2 separate regions of the Canis lupus genome follow, and region 1 is linked to region 2. The links are chromatin contacts, called in public Hi-C maps. All regions are on one chromosome and are shown on one strand. Each heading gives the region's core, a stretch centred on a gene start, on an enhancer-like site or on the middle of the called end of the contact. The rest is flanking DNA. Distances are from core to core; before and after follow the strand shown. Region 1 overlaps ARPC5 (actin-related protein 2/3 complex subunit 5). Region 2 overlaps NMNAT2 (nicotinamide/nicotinic acid mononucleotide adenylyltransferase 2).

Evidence for each region. Hi-C and Micro-C count contacts between places; a contact is called where the count stands out from the background.
Region 1: a Hi-C map of skin fibroblasts shows a contact between it and region 2, with 5 times the contacts expected there. The contact joins two enhancer-like sites. A contact is called at or near these places in 5 of 9 Hi-C or Micro-C datasets (amygdala, blood, liver and 1 more).

Annotation. Positions count from the first base shown.
Region 1 is chr7:16,855,320-16,861,854 of UU_Cfam_GSD_1.0, reverse strand. ARPC5 (actin-related protein 2/3 complex subunit 5) reads left to right here. Exons shown (of 4, transcript XM_038542275.1): 3 at 221-397; 4 at 3,463-4,845. The coding sequence ends at 3,525. LOC111096874 (a long non-coding RNA gene) reads right to left here. Exons shown (of 3, transcript XR_005361621.1): 3 at 6,021-6,183. Among named protein-coding and RNA genes, the nearest start is that of ARPC5, 8.1 kb to the left of the region's middle. Within about 2 kb of position 2,399, at least 5 of the 20 cell types and tissues checked have an H3K27ac peak or open chromatin away from gene starts, as enhancers often do.
Region 2 is chr7:16,520,791-16,527,796 of UU_Cfam_GSD_1.0, reverse strand. The region is part of intron 10 of NMNAT2 (nicotinamide/nicotinic acid mononucleotide adenylyltransferase 2); the gene reads left to right. Among named protein-coding and RNA genes, the nearest start is that of LAMC2, 75 kb to the right of the region's middle. Within about 2 kb of position 2,191, at least 3 of the 20 cell types and tissues checked have an H3K27ac peak or open chromatin away from gene starts, as enhancers often do.

The DNA.
Region 1 (6,535 bases), core at 1,150-3,649, 330 kb before region 2:
GACACAGAGAAAGGGAGAGGCAGATACACAGGCAGAGGGAGAAGCAGGCTCCACACAGGAGCCTGATGTGGGACTCGAACCCGGATCCCCAGGATCACACCCTGGGCTGATGGCTGAGCCACCTGGGCTGCACCATGTCCATCAGGTCTTAAGTGTCACCTTTTCCAGAACAACCACTCTACGTGCTTACGTGTGAATGCTCTGTTCTCTGTGTCCCCAGGATCGAGCGGGCAGTATTGTCTTGAAGGTGCTCATCTCTTTTAAAGCTAATGATATCGAGAAGGCAGTTCAGTCCCTGGACAAAAATGGTGTGGATCTCCTCATGAAATATATTTATAAAGGCTTCGAGAGCCCCTCTGACAACAGCAGTGCTGTGTTACTGCAATGGCATGAAAAGGTAAGTTACGACCTAGAGTCCCTCCAACTGGCCACTTATTGATAGAAAGTAACCATGACTGCTCTTCTCACCTAAATCATTATTTTGACTACATCATTTTCTTTACAAATAAATGCATGAAAACGAAAGCTTAGATTTATGTTTCCTAACCCTAGTCTTAAGAGATTTTGGTTTGCAACACATATTTATTCAGTAACGATTACTGTTCATTCAACATGATCTTGAACTTGGAACTAAATCCGAACTTTGAAAATAAGATAAACAATAAAAGTAAAAAATTCGTTGACCATGGCCAGAAGGTTAGAAACACACATGTGCCCAAGGACGGATGAATAGATAATCCTTTTTTTTTTTAAGATTTATTTATTTATTCGTGAGAGACACAGAGAGACACAGGCAGAGGGAGAAGCAGGCTCCATGCAGGGAGCCGGACATGGGACTCGATCCCAGGACTCCGGGATCACGCCCTGGGCAGAAGGCAGGCACTTAACTGCTGAGCCACCCAGGGATCCCCCAGATACTCCATTTTATGCATACACTACATTTTGTTTTTTTGAACAACAGAAAGAAGGAAATTACATACATGGCACAGCACGAATGAACCTTGAAAACGTTGTGCAAGGTGAAGTAAGCCTGTTGCAGAAAGACAAATTACGGTGTGATTCCACTTACAGGAAATACCTCGAAGAGGCAAATTCAGAGAGAGAGAGAGAGAAGATGAGAGGTTATCAGGGACTGGGGGAAGGGAGGATAGAGAGTTCTTACTTAATGGGGACAGTGTTTCTTTTTAGGGTGATGAAAATTATTGGAAACAGTGGTGACTATAATCCTGAGAATATAATGAGTGCCACTGAATTTTACCCTGAAAGATGGTTAAAGGAGCAAATTTCATGCTCTGTATGTTACAGGATTTAAAGAAAAGAAATCAGAGGTGGGGTAAGATCAAGAGTTCTTCAATGTTTTTCTGTTTTCATGCATTTGATTCTGCAGTGTGAGCAGATGGTGGTACACTGTCCCTCAAAAAATAGCTAAGGGAAATTTTTAGCGTTAGGTAAAAAGTTGGTAAGGTCATTTTTAATACCCAACTCTTGGGTAATATGGGTACAGATGTGAACAGTGTAACATTTAAATAGAACCAACCACAGGGAAGGGGTATATTCTAATATCTCTCAGTTCCCAACTCTCAGTCTTTAGAAGCTGTTGTCCGTGTATCTGAGTGAAAACACAAATGGAAGATGAGAATAGGCTGTAGAACTTGTCTTAATCAAGTCACTTGATCACTCATGCACTGTCAAAGAGAGCCTAACTTTTAGGGACAGGGTAACCAGACCTCCCTATTTTCCCAAGATGGCTCCAGTTTATGCCTGTTGTCCCAACATGATTATGAATAGTTCACTTTCACTCAGTGTACCAGTTGGAGAATAATGTATATGGTCATCCTATTCAGGAATACTTTGCGTTTGCCAGACACTGTACCATTAGATGATGTTTCATTTAAGCCTTAGAACAACTTTAGGAGGCATATAAGCATCTTTATCACCCTCAATTTAGAGATGAAGAGCCAGCTTAACAACCTAAGCATCCTGGTTCCTGTACAGTCCCAGGATCATAGCAGACACTGATGGAGCACTTACTGTATTCCAAGCATTCTCCTAATCACTTCATAAATAACTCCTTTAATCTTCATAAAAATAGTAGGAGGGAAAGCTTGCTATCATTCCTTTTTTGGTGGATGGGGAAACTGAGGCACACATCAAGTCTTCATTGCTTCCTAACATCATCACCAATTTTTGCCTGTCTGTCTGCTAAATACTTCTCCAGCCACACGCTTAGATACCCCTCTGATGCAGCTCTTTGCAGCATCTCCCCCAGATTTTTGCTGTAACTTCCTACACAGGCCTCCAGCCACCAGCTCTGCTTCTCTCGAATCTGTTCTCCACCCGGTCGCCAAATGCCCTCTCTGAAATCCAGATCTACCCTTTCAGTCACCTGCAGAGTAAAGCTCAAGTTCCAAAGTCTAGCCACTCCTCTTTTATGCCGTTCATCCCCCTTGCTCCAGCAGTGAGCAGCATAATAGTATGTTTTCCCAGGACACACCTTACTGTTTCACACCTCTGTACCTTTGCTCAGGATTTCCTCCCTGCCTGAGTACCTCCTTACCCCAGGGCACACCTCTGTCATTTCGTACATTATGTTATATTAACATAATCTCTCTTTTATGTTCTGTCCCTTCCTAGTAGACCAGAAGGTGCTATATCCCTAGCATCTAGCACAGTACTCGGTACACAAAAGTATTCAGTAAGTAAGCTAGAGCTTTCAGCTCCTGACACTTGATCATGACTTCCAGTCTTTCAAGGTAGTGTCAAAATTAAAGTTCCTAAGTTCTTAGCTATTAAATGATACACTTTTAGCTTGGAGGAATAAAAAGAATCTAACAAGCTGGCTGATCTAAATGGGACTTAGGGTAGTTGATACCAGTTTGAACTTTTTCCCTGACAGTGTTAAAAGAGCAAAGTGGGTATGCCTGGGTGGCTCAGCGGTTTAGTGCCTGCCTTCGGCCCAGGGCATGATCCTGGAGTCCCAGGATTGAGTCCCACATTAGGCTTCCTGCGTGGAGCCTGCTTCTCCCTCTGCCTATGTCTCTGCCTCTCTCTCTCCCTCCCTCTCTCTCTCTCTCTCTCTCTCTCACGAATAAATAAATAAAATCTTTTAAAAAATAAAAGAGCAAAGTGAATGTCCTAAATTTACATTTGAGCACATGTTTTCAGCAAGAACATGCTGTAAATCTTGAAGAACATCCTATTATGTGGGGGAAAAAAATTATAGAATGTAAACTAGTATCTCACGAGCATGTAGGTACACGAGGGCAGGGACTGTGAAGGTTTTATCAATCACTGGCTCTGCAGTGCTGGGTGCGTAATTGGTGTTCAAGAACGTTTATGAAAATTAATGAAGCCGAAGTTGATAGCCGCACACATTCCTTCTGTAAGAAAAAAAGTCTTACTTGGGTATGATAATTAGCCCTTTATAATTCCATCAGCGTTTACATTTTGGTTTGTTTTTAGGCACTTGCTGCAGGAGGAGTAGGCTCCATTGTCCGAGTCTTGACTGCGAGGAAGACTGTGTAGTCCAGCAGGAACTGGATATCCTGTGGGTGTGGGAGTCGCTGGTACAAAGACCAAAACAACCAAATGCCACCGCTGCCCTTTGGGTAGCATCTGTTTCTCTCAGCTTTGCCTTCTTGCTTCCTTTTTCATATCAGTAAAGAACAATTACATATCAGTTTTCCTTTTGTGAAAATTGGAATAACACAGAGGAAATATTTATGAACAGGAATGTTTCATGCTTTCAAAACGATTTCAGTGTATACTTGTCTGTATATAGTATAATTTGCCTTCCAAGTTTAATTGTGCAATTCTAACCCCTATTGGCTGGTGGGGTTTTGTTTTGTTTTTGCGTTTTTGTTTTTGTTTTTGCTGTTTTGTTTTGTTTTTGACTAATAGTGAGAAATTTGATCAGAGTTTGAGGCCAGTTTCCTTACTCATTGCTAGCCAGGAAATGATCTTTATAAAAAAATAATGTTTGCGAAACTGGCAGCCATTAACATTGCAAAACTGGACCATAATTCCCTTATTTAAGCAAAATGTGTTTCCAGAACAAGCGGTGAATGAACACCACTACCAAGTTCCAGCTTTGTTTCTGCTTACCTCCAGATCATGTGAGCTTAAGTACGCTTCTTCCTCTTTGCATCCAATAATCATGGCCTCTTGATTTCTTTGTGGTCTCCAGGGTCCAGAGCAAGGAGTCTTGCTCTACAAAAATATATCTATGAAATGCCAGAGCCTCTTTGACATGAGCATAAAACTTCGTTCTAATAATATGGCCCTCTTTGGGAAAATTACTCCAAATGAGAAAAGATGTGGAAACAGTGATGAAGTTCAAATTCTGGGCAGCCTCTGAATGAAATGCTATTTTCTTTAGAAACAGAATAGCTGCCTTAGACATTATGAGGCATATAACTAGTATTTCATATGCCCTATAAATGTCTTCAGTGTTCTTCAGGGTAATTAGGATCTTAAGAGATTTGGTTCAGATCCAGACACATACACATTCTGTATTTTAGCTCAGTGGTTTTTAAAAAAGGAAGATGCCACACAGCAAAAAGTGTTTACTTTGTTAGACAAACCAAATCGGTTCTCACAAAATGACCGGTGCTTATAAAAAGTTATTACTCAGTAACTCCAAAACCACCTGAATGCATAGGACCAAGAGGGAAATCAGCCTGTGTTTAGTATTTACATTGGACACCGGTTTCATAATCACTGTCTTATGTGAAAACTGGTGGAGAAAATTCTATAACCTCTTTGCTGTTTTTGATACCTGCTTTTTGTTTTGTTTTGTAAAAATGATAAAGTTCTGAAAATAAAATGTCAGTGTTGAATAATTTATTTTCCTAGCTCTTATTTTAATATTTCTGAACATGCGGTTAATTAAGAGGGAAGCTTTCCTGTTTTACCAGCAGGTTATTGTACTCTTGACAAGAAGTAATTTGGTACAGAAGATTTCTAAAATGACTTTGTTCAAATATAAAGTAGTGGGGTAAAGGGAAGAGCGTCATTAATGATGTCAGGACACCACTGGAGCCCTTGGAATGATTGCATAGCCCTCTGGATGCCAGCTGAGCATCTGGAGTATCACTGCCCAAGGACTTAAACTAATAACCTAGCAGCTGTGGTCATTTATTCCCGGCTTCTACACCCCTTCTCACACCGCAGCCTCTTTTGTCTTCACACTGGCCCTACTAGATTTCCTGCTTTAAAGCTCTAGAAACTAAAAAAAACAAAAAAACAACTAGAAATTGGGGCACCTGGGTGGCTCAGCGATTGTGATCCTGTGATCCCCGGATTGAGTCCCACATTGGGCTCCCCACAAGGAGCCTACCTCTCCCTCTGCCTTTCTCTGTGTGTCTGTCATGAATAAATATATAAAATCTTTTTTTTTTTTTTTTTTTTTAAGAGAAAGGGAGAGGGAGAAGCAGGCTCTATGCAGGGAACCTGATGTGGGACTCGATCCTAGGCCTCCAGGATCAGGCCCTGGGTTGAAGGCGGCGCTAAACCGCTGAGCCCCCTGGGCTACCCTAAAATTTTTTTAAGTAAATAAAGCTCTAGAAACTTAACAGGCAATTCAGAGGGCTGTGAGTTAAGAGAAAGTAAATAATAGGTAATCCAGTTGGTACAGCATAACCCCTTACAAACTTTAAAGTGAAAACAAAAGTGATATTGCAATACTGCTGTGTAAAATCCTTCTTCATGTCACTTTTACGACTATCATGTTAGGGAAAATCTTGGAGTTTCATATTCTATAGACCCTAAAATGGCTATGTTCAGAATCTGCCAACCTATCAGCTTCACTCAGGGAGATAGTAAAAATATTTAGCAGTTATTACCCTGGAAGGACTGACTCAGGATGGATGCCGGCTGCAAACAACTGGCTCCCCTGATTCATCTGGGCTGTCAGCCCGGGCGATACTGACCAGGACCGGGCAGGGGTTGTCCAGATGATTGGTACAAGAGTAGTTCTTTCCCTTCCATTCCCTTCTGCTGGAATCTCAGTGGGTCTTTTTCATTATAGCCATTTTCATTTGTTTTACTCTTGCCATTGTTGAAGGGGGAAAATGGCACACATACCTTTCTGGTCATTAGGTGACTGCACCATGTAGGTAACAGACTTGATAGGAAGTGTGATGATATCTCAAGGAAACTCGGTAACACATATGTGCAGTCAATCTGTAAATGGTACAAATTAACAAATATTTTTTTAAAAAACATTTACTGTGTTCCCAAGGATCATAAAGGACATAATAGAAGAGTAATAGTAAGTTAATAATAACTTCACTTATAGGGCACCCCGGGTGGCTCAGTGGTTTAGCACTGCCTCCAATCCAGGGCCTGATCTGGAGACCAGGGGTCAAGTCCCATGTCGGGCTCCCTGCATGGAACCTGCTTGTGTCTCTACTTCTCTCTGTGTGTCTCATGAATAAATAAATAAAATCTAAAAAAAAAAAAAAAAACATAAAAAACAGGTATGGATAATTTTATCCTCAAAATATTTTTGATCATTTCTTAAAATGTAAGTTGT
Region 2 (7,006 bases), core at 942-3,441:
ACCTGCCTCATAGGATTTGAGGAAAATGAAATGAGATTGTGTACGTGAAGTGCCCAGCCTAGTGCTGCACACACAGTTACATACAACAAATGTTCCTAAAGGAATTTACCTAAACTATCTCAGACATACACACAGATATTCCAGGTGAAGGGTGTGAGTGCTAACACGCTGTGGGAGGACCAGGAGGGCAGGGAGAGTTTCCCCGCAGATGAATTATACTGTGTAAGCCTTTCATCGCCACCCCTGGACCATTTCTTGCGGGTGAAATTCTAAACCTCCTTTCAGTTCTGGATGAAGTGACTTAATTAACTTTTACTTTCCTCTCTACTTCACAAGGTGCTGTGAAAGTAAACAGTACTGTACCCGAAGTTGTGTACAAGATCTCAGCAGAGCTCTTTCAGGAAGCTAGGGAAATCAGGGAGTGGGGGGCAGCTGTGGGGGGCACATCCCTTGGGGAGGCCCGGATGTCCTGGAGGGATGAAGTCAGCACCTGGGGCAGCAGCCTGAAGGGCCGCCTACAGGAGCAGGGAATCTCTGGAGCCCCCTCTCAGGGGCACACCTCCCCCTCTGTGGAGCCTGGAATTTATAGCATGGGGACCCTGGAAGCACAGCCAGTCCTCTGTTCCTCCCAGTTAGATCGCTGACCTCAGGTCCTCTGACTTCTTTCCAAAATGGTCTCTCTTGCTGTTGGCAGATCCGACATTTGAAGACCAAGAAAAGGAGACCCAGGTCTCTCCTCTTCCCATTGGGCTCTGGTGTTGACATGACATGGTGGTTGAGACAAAAAAAAAAAAAAAGAGAGAAACCAAAAGCTGTTGATTAACTGGGAAAGTGACCATGAAGGTGGAGGAGACCCTCACTTATTCAGCTATGTTCCCCCTTGGTTGGTGACTCTGAAGATCCAGAGCACCCAGCCCGGCTGCAGCCAGAGAGCACAACGAGAGGGCCAACAGGAACCCACATCCCTCCTGCCTGGCTGGTACGAATCCCAATCCACAGCACAGGCAGCAGGGACTTGGGTGAAGTAGACAAAGCTCACGCCAAAAGGCTTTCTGGAGCCTAGAGCTCTACCTCCCCATCCCTTCTCACTCAACTGCTCTGTCCCCTAACTTAACCCACAGCCAATCTGTGGAGTCCTTAGAATTGTGGCACCTGAGGCAGAGGGGGAAAAAAAAATCAAGGAGCTGTTTCCTTACATAATGAGTGTGAATCTCAACCCACAAAAGAGGTGTGCTAGAAATATCACCTTTGATTTATTTAAATCAAATTAAAATTCAAGTCTAGATCTATTCCACAGGGATGATGGGAAGTTAGTCTCAGTTATTGTATTACTGATTAGCAGAACCTCAAAGGCTTCCGTCGGCCCTGAACACGAACATTTGTTCATCAGGGTCCCCACGGACGCCTTCCTTGTCTGGACATTCGTGGCCACTTGCGGGGCTCCTGGCCCAGTCTGGAAGCCCAGCGCGGGGGCCCCACCCACCAATGATCATCAAGACCCATTTTCTTCTGAGGGTTTGTCCCTAGGAGGTTTTGCTCTAGGAGGGAGGAGAGATCTGGTTTTCACAGATCCCTAGGTTCCTTCTAGTGTAGAAATGGGGGGGGGGGGGGGAATGGGGGGGGAGAGAATGCAGAACCTCTTCTTTCTGTTCTAAGGGTATCTTTCTATTTTCTTTCATCCTCGGGATATCTAGAGAAATCTCTTCTGTGAGTTTATAGCCACTGACTGTAAAACATTGATTACTGCCCTGAGAATTAGAGACTAGGGTCTTCTGGTACAGAGTCCGGTTCTCTGCTAGAAATAGGGTTGGGCTGGGCAGAGGGGGATGTAGTTAGTTAGTAACTACTAACTAGTGAGTAATTCAATGGCTTATTCCACAGTCCCTGTTTGAGGATGGTTGGATTTCAGGGTCTAGAAAAGGAAGGCCTTACTTTAATGACTGGGTATGGGGTGAGTCCTGCTTATTCTACTAGAAAATTCTACCCTCTGGAGTTTGCCTGGAAGGGGTCCATTTTAGGGTTTTTAGTTCCTATCCATGAGATTACCAGGGACAAGGCATACGGACCTACGCTGGGTTTCTTCATTACTTGGTGTCCCAAGTGATACTTGTTGCCACAGACCTCTGTTTGGTCACCAGGAGCCCAAACCCCTGAATCTGCCCATAGACTTGGGGACAGGAGGTGGGGAGAAGAACCAAGCTTCTTGGGAAGGCCACAGGCCCTGGCTCCACATCCTAGCCTCCTATGTTCTTCAGAATCCTCAGGATTCTGGAGGAAGGAGAGAAGCCACTAGTTCAGACAGATCTGGGGAGAAATAGGAGTCTCTCCACCCTTCTGTAAAGAAAGCTCAAAGCAGGCTGTGGAGCAGCTTTGTTCTCCAGCTGGGCTGGGAAGCAGCTGAGCTGGTCTGTTCCACAGCAGGATGCCAAGGCTTCCTCCGGCACAGTCACAAATTCTCTGCTGAGTCGCTCTAGCTCTTTCTATTGGGATTCCTGAAGGAGTGCTCTCCATCCAGCAGTCTAATCACACAGTCAAAGGAACAACCCCACCTCCTAACACATCCCTTGGGCATTTCCTATTAGGCACAAAGATCCATTAGCCCACAGTAAATTCTGACCTCCTCTGACCAATGACACACCCTTCCCCTTACATTCCAGGGGCAGAAAATTCCATACATATCCATCAAGTTTCTCTCCGTGGAATACAAAAGAGCTGCTTGTGCAGCCTGGCAGTTGGCTTTTTCATTCTTGATTCCTTAGAGAATTCAAGATCCAGGATCCTGGGCTAACCTTGGAGATCAACCCCCAGGGACACCTCTACACCCCCCCCCCACCCCCCCCCACCCCCCACACAGCCCTTCCCATCCCTGGGTTTCTATTACAGAGTTAGTCTCCCCTAGGGGACCTGATCTTTGCTGTGCTACATCATCCTGGCACCAGCACGAAGGCAGGTATCCAAGCAAGGACCAGCATTTGTGGGAAGTCAAGGCCAAGGAATAAAGGGTCAGCCAGAGACACACATTTGTGAAGCGGGAAGCTGTTACATTCACTCTCCTCCCCCAAATAAAATCAGTTGTCTAGGGCTTGTGCTGTCAGCTGCTGTGTCCATCCGCTGCTTTGTCCATTATAAAAGAAGGCAGTCTGGCAAATTAATTCTGATCCAAGCATTCTTTCCTTCAATCAATATTTCTTCTTCTTCTTTTTTTTAAGGATTTTATTTATTTATTTATTCATGAGAGACACACACAGAGAGAGAGGCAGAGACACAGGCAGAGGGAGAAGCAGGCTCCATGCAGGGATCCTGATGCGGGACTCGATCCCGGGACTCCAGGATCATGCCCTGAGCCGAAGGCAGACACTCAATGGCTGAGCCACCTAGGCATCCCTCAATCAATATTTCAACTTAACACATATTATTAGAGCCCAGGATGAATATAAGCATGTTACTTGTCCTTAGAGCACTTGCGATCTAAAAGTATCTTTTTTATTATATTCATTTTTATATTGCATGAAATAAAATTGTAAAAAGTTTAGAAGAGTTCCTGAAACTAGTAAGCACTCAATAAATGTTGGCTATTATTCATCTATTGGTTTTAAAACATTCATTGACTACCTACCAAGGGCCAGACATTTGTTCTGGGGCTGAATGAGCAGAGAAAACAAAATAGACAAAGCTTCTTACTATGTGCACTTTACTTTCTAGATAATAAATACTTTGATATTTCTTGTGGATCAGCTCAGTTAACCCCTAGCACACTCCTGTGAAGTGGAAGTCACACAAGTCTTCTGATTCCTAATCCATAAAATACATGAGAAGAATGAGAATGATGATAGATGGATGGTGATGATGATGATGATGATGATGATGATAGATAGATAGATGGATAGATGATAGATATTTCATGGCAGGCTGCAAAAGGGGCGCACTTGAGCTGGGCTTTGAGTAATGGGCAGGATTGGGTTAAGCGGGTGGAAAGAGATGGGCTTTTTGAGTTGAGAGAAGGCTGTAAAAGATCTAATGGTGGGGACAAGAGCTACTGGGAGATGGTTCTGGCTGGTTGAAATAGAAGGTTTAGCTTCGTCTTTATTTGAGAAGGTTTTGACTTTTCAGCGAACAGACAAAATTATTAAGTTTAATGATTAAAGATATTAGCTGCTTTCAAATGGTATTTGCATTTTAAATGAGCAAGGGTCAATAATTAACCCAAAGGAATGAAAATCTGAAGGTGGAACTTTAGGCACCTGAGATGGGCCAGTAAGGAAATTGTTTTTTCTTTTTCTTTCTTTTTGTACTTCTTGAAACCCAGCATTCCATAGGCTGGCTCTAATTGGCTGGATCCCACAGTTTTCCAGCCAACCAGCCATGGGCTAACTGCTTCCTACATCCACCAGCTATGGGAAAACAACCAAAGAAAATAAACAGAGAAGTCAGGGGCCCTAGCCACTCCAGAAGAAATCCCAGGGCGCTAGGACTCATAGAGCAAAGACAAACATTTGGTCTTTCAGGCTCAGATGGTTTTTATCAGACAGTCCAGTCCCAGCCAGGAAGCCCCATGGACACTTCCACCCCGGGGATTAGGCCTCCACACTGATAAAACCAATGTCGGATTTACAGACTCTAGGGAAGGAGGCTTAGCTCCTATCATGGAAGATTCTGGTTCTCGTGTGAAAGATACTATTGGTTTGGTTTACAAGCTTTCGACTTGAGTCTGGAATCTCTTGCCTTCCCACACCCCCAAATTGGAAGTGAGAATGGGGATAATTTCCTCTGGGAAACCCCTCTGAAGGAACACTCATTTATTAGCACTTAAGAGAGTCATTCTGGAAATGCCTTCCCACTTTCTCATCTCTGATCATACTAACCTCTGCCCTGCTTTCCCCCCAGAGAGGAACAGAGGCCACAACAAGGGTGGAGGATTCTTTACTGAAATAGGTGGGGCCTATTTCACACACACCCCAACCCACAGTGTGGCTTCTACTGGACACCTTGCATCTTTTGCAACCCAGATGGAAGGATACAAAATTTTATACTCCAGGGGGCGATGTAGAGTAAAGAACGGAGGAAGCTCATGATAAACCTCCCCGGGTGGAGAAACAAACAAGATAGAATATATTTTCAAACCAAAAAAGTTTCAAGTCACTAAAATGTGAGCCTTAAGAAATGGATCTAAGAAGTTTGATGTAGCAGACAGAGCCTTTAAAGCTGATCAGAGCGGGTTCAAATCCACTAACTAGAACTATATCTCACTGAGTCTTGATTTCCCCATTTATGAATGGAGAACTGAGGCACATATTTCAGAAGACCATTGTTGTAAGGATTCAGTGTAGTACTCAGTAAAGCTCCCAGGACTGTGCGTGGCACAGAACAGATACCTTCATACGTGTTTCTTTCCCTCCTTACTGATGGTCCCTTGTCCATCTGTCAACACCCTCATCTGGAGAAGAAACACAGGTGAGCCCAAGTCACCCAGGTGCTACACCTGGAGAAGAGGGCACTGTCTGGGGGAGATGGTCAGGATTCTGAATCCTGATTTCAGAATGATTCTACAGAGGATCTAACCAGTTAGGCTTGCCTGACTAAATCCATGTAAATTGGATCCTTTTGTCAATGGAAGTCAAACCTTCTGATTAAAACATTTTAATGACTTCTGTTTGCAATTGGAATGAAACTCCATCTCTGATCTGGTCCTTGTCTACTTTTCCTACTTCTCTGTGCTTCAGTCCTACCTATTTTGTTTTGCTTTGCACTGTTTTGGTTTTTAAATTGTTTTTCTTACCTCAGGGCCTTTGCACTAGCTGTGGCCTAACTAGGAGTGCTCTTACCCCAGATATTTCTATGCCTGGCCCCTTCTTGTCATTTTAGTTTTAACTTAAAGGTCATTTTGTTTTATATTCAATCTTGTACTTAATTCCACCTCATGTTTTCTTCTTTACATGTTTGTTTATGGTTGCTCCCTACTGGGAAGGTAAGCTGTATGAGTACACTAGATTTGCCTGTCTTATCTGGCAACACCAGGAGAGTGCCCCATTTACCATATACATGCCATAAAAGTTTGCAGAATGAAAGAATGAAAGAGTACCTGAGTGTAGCTTAGTTGGAGGAGGTTGGCCCATAAGAGACTTTTAAGTCCACCATGAGGTGTGGCCCACACTTTTACCAGTTACCCGTAAGATATTAGCCACTACAAGATATTAGCCACTTAATAGTAACCTACTGTTATCCTTCATAGCAATAGATACACTTGAAATAATCAATCATTTGTTTACTGCCTCCTACTAGGTAGGGATTGATCCAAGAGATGAAGCCATGTCTGTCTTGCTCAACTCTCTCTCCCTGGTACCCAGGGAAGTACTTGGCTAAGAGCCAACCCAAAAGCATCCCCAACCCAAAGCATCCCCCAAATCCAACAGTGCAGATCTTGAAATTCAGCCTCCCAGAGGGATGATGATCATAACTTCACATTCCTTCCAGATTTGCCGCCTGGGTCCTCATGAATGTTCTCTCTCCCAAGGCCAAGTTGCTTCCTGCCCCAACATGTCTCATATCCTTCCTTCAGATTCCCCACATTTGGGGAACCAGAGTCCACCCCCTCCCACTTCCTCTCCCCATCCCCACCCCTGCCTCCCCTGGGGAGCCTTTGACCAGAGGATGAAAAGATATGCCTGTGAGCAGGAAGTTGGAACAGGATGAATGTCACAGACCCCCACCTCAGACATCACAGGCCAGAGCTCAACCGGGAGGGAGTCCCGTTGTATGCTGGGGGAGGGGAGCGAAGAAGACTACTCTGATCCTGCTAACTGCCTGGCAGTATGGGCTCACATTGGTCAGCATCAGGAAAGGGATTTGCCAAGAAAGACAGCTCTGCTACCTTGGCTACTCACCCACCTCCCCACTGCTGAGGCAAGACCTGCGGAGAACTCTTTGTAAACAGGCAGGTGGAATAAGCTGGAATAACAGCTCCGTGCCAGGGGCCTGAGCACACTCCTGCAGGCTCATGGGTAAGGAG